Linked DNA regions of Sus scrofa: region 2 is linked to region 1. The links are chromatin contacts, called in public HiChIP or PLAC-seq maps. All regions are on one chromosome and are shown on one strand. Each heading gives the region's core, a stretch centred on a gene start, on an enhancer-like site or on the middle of the called end of the contact. The rest is flanking DNA. Distances are from core to core; before and after follow the strand shown. Region 1 overlaps LOC102164493 (a long non-coding RNA gene). Region 2 holds the start of IRS1 (insulin receptor substrate 1).

Region 1 (2,661 bases), core at 73-2,572:
CTCTCACACTGACTTTGAGAAGTTCCCTGCTTCTCAAATCCTGCCTGTCATTTCTAGGCCATGTCTTCAGAGTCACTAAGGGAGCCTTCCCTACTTCGGCTTCTGAAGGCTAAAATCTTAGAGAGTCACTCCTTTGTCTCTTTCCTCCTTGGATAAAATGGTATCTCTGGGAGAATAACACAAGAAGTCTCATCATGCTGAATGTTGTGTCCATTCCACTGTCTCCCTGGTGTGTAGCAGCAATGGGGACTCGGGTGGCGTTAAGCCAGCTCCAGGGAGGCAGGGAGACTGATGTGTCTCAGACAATCAGGGCAATCTTTTCCCTCTGATCAGCACTTGGTTCAGAAACTCAGATTGCAGCATTCTGTGAATGACAGCTCAGGGGTAAATGGCATATGCCCTTCCAAACAGAGAGAAAAGAAGTCTTTTGATTCAAGGGCTGGGGAGAGCATCTTTCTCTGCATCCCTCATTGCCCCTCATTGGATGCAAACATGGAAGCATAGGGCCCTAACTGATTCATGTAGCCATCCTATAACCTCAGGGGAAAACATTCAGATGGAGCTGACACTGCATTGAGCAGAAAAGAGAGATAGAAAGAACTTGAGTGTTTCATGACACTGTCCAGTCCAAGGATCATCCAATCCTTATCAAGACTTCCAGAGAAGTAAGACATACGTTCTGTGTTAAAACCCTTAGATTTAAAACAGCTAATGTAACTAATACAATGGGTTTGCGAGTGTTCTTTTCTGGGATCAGGTTTTGAGTCCAGGAGAATAAATAGAGCTGGGAAGAAAGTAAAAGGAAAATAGTTCCCAGAAGAGGAACTGGAGAGGGTGGAATATAGAGAAATGTGCTGGAGCTCTATCTGTGTTGTCTGGAGATGTGATTACTTTTTCTCATTAATCAGGGATAAAGACTCTTTTTCTGTGATTTTCCTTGACGCCCTCTAGATCATGCTACACTGAAGGAGAGATCTGCCTAGTGTTTCTGGGCAAGGTTGCAGCCACAGGTCCAGCAAACAATAATAAGAGCTAATATTAACATTTATAAACCACATTCCACTGTGCAAAGGGCTGCTACTACTTGATTTCATAGGAACCTGAGACCAATTCCCTGGAGTGGATTTTTATCATCCACATTGTACAGATGAGACAACGAAGACTCAGGGAGATGAATTCAAGGGCACAGGACCACCTGGCTGGTGCAGGGAATCCAGGATGAAACGCTAGCATTCTGACTTAGGGGTTTCAGTGCTTCCACCACCCCACACTGCTGCTCTGCCATTCCACGTGGCCTCTGCATTCCCTGGCAGGCAGCCGCTTCCTCTAGATTTAGAATCAGCTTTCCCTGTTGGCATCTCTTAGGGAAGGCAGCCCCAGGGCTTTCCTTATCGGTTTGTGGTTGCTAGAATTCTCTTACCATGAAAAGGGCTTTATTTCTTGGCATCTAATCCCCTTCCTTATCTACTCCCTCTTCTCCAAGATTTCACTGGGCTTCCTGTTGGTCTTGAGTTATGAACACCCTGCGTTGACAACGGGAGTCAATTTCTGCCTTTGATTCTAAGGAGAATCCATGGAATGAATTCTACAAAATGGTAAATTGACTGGATCATTACCTCTTAAGTAAGTCCCAGGAAAGGTGATGAAATGATAGAAAAGTTATCCTTACTTTGAGCGGAGGGTGAATAAGCTCTTTGGTTTTTAGTAACACCCATGAGATGATGTCTCACCACAGATAGTAAGAAAGAAAAAAGAAGAAAAAAAATGAGAGACAGAAGGAGAAGCAAATATCTACACAAACATTGGGAGTCAAAGAGTATACAGAGGCAATAATTTTCTAACCTCTAAAATTTTTCTCTCATTTTTGAGTTAAATTAAGCATTGCTTGGTTGGCACAATTAGCCATTCTACAGAGGCTCTTGCGCACCCCCGAATGCATTAAATCAGTAATTTAAGTGATGGGCTGATGGAGTTAGCAGCTGACAAAATGGCAGATGTAATCAATAACCCACTGGCTCACAAAGCAGTTGATTTGCACTCCCAGTGCCTATTGTGTTTATTTGTTAATCTCCTGTACAGAGTATAGATAAATTACAAAATGGTATTGATCATTTCCTATAGTTTACTTTTCCTTCTCCCAGTAAGCCCTTACGAATTAAAATGGAAGTAAAGCTTAGGAATTAATAGGTCAAATTTTGTTTTAGTCATGTTTCCCAGGGCACAGTTGCATTTTTGATGGCCCAAATCCCTCCCTCCCTGCTTTAATGAGGCATGCAGTGGTTAATTGTTTCATTCTGTCTTTTTTTTTTTTTTTTTTTTTTGGCTACCCTGCGGCATATGGAGTTCCTGGGCCAGGGATCAGATCCGAGCCACATTTGCACCCTATACCACAGCTGGGGCAATGCGGGATCCTTAACCCACTGTGTCCGGTTGGGGATTGAAATTTGCCGTGGTGCTTCAGAGACGCCGCCGAGCCCACTGTGCCACATCAGGAGCTCCTCACTCTGTCCTATAAATATCATGCTTTAGCTAAAGTGAGACTTTAAGAGGGTCAGAAGCTGCCAATCAGGGACTCTTAGGACTTTCAATCATTTTGTCCCCGACTTCCATCCTTTTGGCGGCTTGTGAGTCTTTGAATCCCCTAACATGGGAGATTTGGGT
Region 2 (2,661 bases), core at 77-2,576, 130 kb before region 1:
CCGTTTTCCCAGATTCCCCTCGTGCTTTCGGGTAGCCACCCAAACACCCCCGCCCGCGCCCGCGGCGGGGATTCCTGCGGGCCGGGGGCACCCTGGGTGGCGCTCGGGGAGGAAGGCTCTGCGCCAGGGCGGGCGGCCGCGCAGGGGCGCTGCCCGAGCGCAGCGCTGAAGCCGGCGCGGGCGCCTCTGCGGCACGACCGGGGGGCGGAGAGGGGCGGGCGCGGGGCGGGCTCAACCGGGAATGTAGAGACCCAGGCGGGAGCCTCCCGGCGGCGGCGGCGGCAGCCGGGCTGCGGAGCGCGGAGGCTCCATCACGTGTTTCTCTCCTGAGTGAGACGGCGGCGCGGTCGGAGGGGGCCGACGCGCAGAGCCAGACGCCGCTGCTTGTTTTGGTTGGGGCTCTCGGCAACTCTCCGAGGAGGAGGGAGGCGGGGAGAAGTAACTGCTGCAGCAGCGCCTCCCGGGGAAGAGGCGTCTTCCCCGACTCCTTCCCCAACCTCCCCCCTTGCCTCCCGCCCTCGTCCCCTCCCCTCCTCCCCTGCCGACTGGAGCGAGGGGCAGGGATGAGCCTGTCCCTCCGGCGCGTCCCCAGCTCCCCAGTAGCGTTTTGCGTGGAAAAGCCACTTTCTTCGCCTGTGGAGATGGGCCCGAATGGGGGCTGCAGAGGACGCGTCCGCGGGCGGCGGCAGCAGCAGCAGCAACAGCCGCAGCGCCGCGGTCTCTGCGACTGAGCTGGTATTTGGGCGGCTGGTGGCGGCGGGGACGGTTGGGGGGTGGGAGGAGGCGGAGGAGGAGGCGAAGGAGAAGGAGGAGGGAGAACCCCGTGCAACGTTGGGACTTGGCAGCTCGCCTCCCCCTGCCCAAGGATATTTAATTTGCCTCGGGAATCGCTACTTCCAGAGGGGAACTCAGGAGGGAAGGCGCGCGTGCCTGGAGGGGCAACGCGGGGACCCCCGGCCGCCGCCGCCTGCGCGCCGGACTCCAGCCCTGGCGGCGAGCGATGCATCTTCTCTCCTTCCCAGCCGCGGCGGCTGAGAAGAGATTTGGCTCCCCGAGGATCCGGGCTGCACTCACGCCGGACGCGCTGCCTCCCCCCAGGGCATGAAACGCCAGTAAACTCCGGTCGGGGCTATCTCCTTGGCGCAGCTGCTGCGTCCTCCCTCGGCTGCCCCTCCCCGGCGCGGAGGGCGGCGTGGATTTCGGAGTCGGGGTTTCTGCCGCCTCCAGCCCTGTTTGCATGTGCGGGGCCGCGGCGAGGAGCCTCCGCCCCCCACCCGGTTGTTTTTCGGCGCCTCCCTCTCCTCGGCGGCGGTGGCGGCGGCAGCATGGCGAGCCCTCCCGAGACGGATGGCTTCTCGGACGTGCGCAAGGTGGGCTACCTGCGCAAACCCAAGAGCATGCACAAGCGCTTTTTCGTGCTGCGGGCGGCCAGCGAGGCTGGGGGCCCCGCGCGCCTCGAGTACTACGAGAACGAGAAGAAGTGGCGGCACAAGTCGAGCGCCCCCAAACGCTCGATCCCCCTGGAGAGCTGCTTCAACATCAACAAGCGGGCGGATTCCAAGAACAAGCACCTGGTGGCCCTCTACACCCGGGACGAGCACTTTGCCATCGCGGCGGACAGCGAGGCCGAACAGGACAGCTGGTACCAGGCCCTCCTGCAGCTGCACAACCGTGCCAAGGGCCACCACGACGGGGCCGCAGGCCCCGGGGCGGGAGGCGGTGGGGGCAGCTGCAGTGGCAGCTCTGGCCTCGGCGAGGCTGGGGAGGACTTGAGCTACGGAGACGTGCCCCCAGGACCCGCCTTCAAGGAGGTTTGGCAGGTGATCCTGAAACCCAAAGGCCTGGGTCAGACAAAGAACCTGATTGGCATCTACCGCCTCTGCCTGACCAGCAAGACCATCAGTTTCGTGAAGCTGAACTCGGAGGCGGCGGCTGTGGTGCTGCAGCTGATGAACATCAGGCGCTGTGGCCACTCAGAGAACTTCTTCTTCATCGAAGTGGGCCGTTCTGCAGTGACGGGACCCGGGGAGTTTTGGATGCAGGTGGATGATTCTGTGGTGGCCCAGAATATGCATGAGACAATCCTGGAGGCCATGCGGGCCATGAGCGATGAGTTCCGCCCTCGAAGCAAGAGCCAGTCCTCCTCTAACTGCTCCAACCCCATCAGTGTACCTCTGCGCAGGCACCACCTCAACAACCCTCCGCCCAGCCAGGTGGGGCTGACCCGCCGCTCACGCACAGAGAGCATCACTGCCACCTCCCCGGCCAGCTTGGTGGGCGGGAAGCAGGGCTCCTTCCGCGTCCGTGCGTCCAGTGATGGGGAAGGCACCATGTCTCGCCCCGCCTCTGTGGACGGCAGTCCTGTGAGCCCTAGCACCAACAGGACTCACGCCCACCGGCATCGAGGCAGCTCCCGGCTGCACCCGCCTCTTAACCACAGCCGCTCTATTCCCATGCCTTCCTCTCGCTGCTCACCCTCCGCCACCAGCCCGGTCAGCCTGTCGTCCAGCAGCACCAGCGGCCATGGCTCCACCTCGGACTGTCTCTTCCCGCGGCGGTCTAGTGCTTCTGTGTCCGGGTCCCCCAGTGACGGCGGTTTCATCTCTTCCGATGAGTATGGCTCTAGCCCCTGTGATTTCCGAAGTTCCTTCCGCAGTGTCA

Evidence for each region. HiChIP or PLAC-seq counts read pairs in DNA pulled down with a chosen protein or histone mark.
Region 2: an H3K27ac HiChIP or PLAC-seq map of skeletal muscle shows a contact between it and region 1. The contact joins the promoter of IRS1 here to the enhancer-like site in region 1. A contact is called at or near these places in 1 of 5 promoter capture datasets (liver), 8 of 47 Hi-C or Micro-C datasets (fetal heart ventricle, fetal liver, heart right ventricle and 3 more) and 2 of 2 datasets of contacts at active chromatin or transcription factors (alveolar macrophages and skeletal muscle).

What each region holds. Positions count from the first base shown.
Region 1 is chr15:128,180,817-128,183,477 of Sscrofa11.1, reverse strand. All of the region lies in intron 2 of LOC102164493 (a long non-coding RNA gene), which reads left to right. Among named protein-coding and RNA genes, the nearest start is that of IRS1, 130 kb to the left of the region's middle. Within about 2 kb of position 1,322, at least 2 of the 83 cell types and tissues checked have an H3K27ac peak or open chromatin away from gene starts, as enhancers often do. A contact at or near this core is called in skeletal muscle, where this site is marked.
Region 2 is chr15:128,305,949-128,308,609 of Sscrofa11.1, reverse strand. IRS1 (insulin receptor substrate 1) reads left to right here and starts at 1,326. Exons shown (of 2, transcript NM_001244489.1): 1 at 1,326-2,661. The coding sequence starts at 1,326.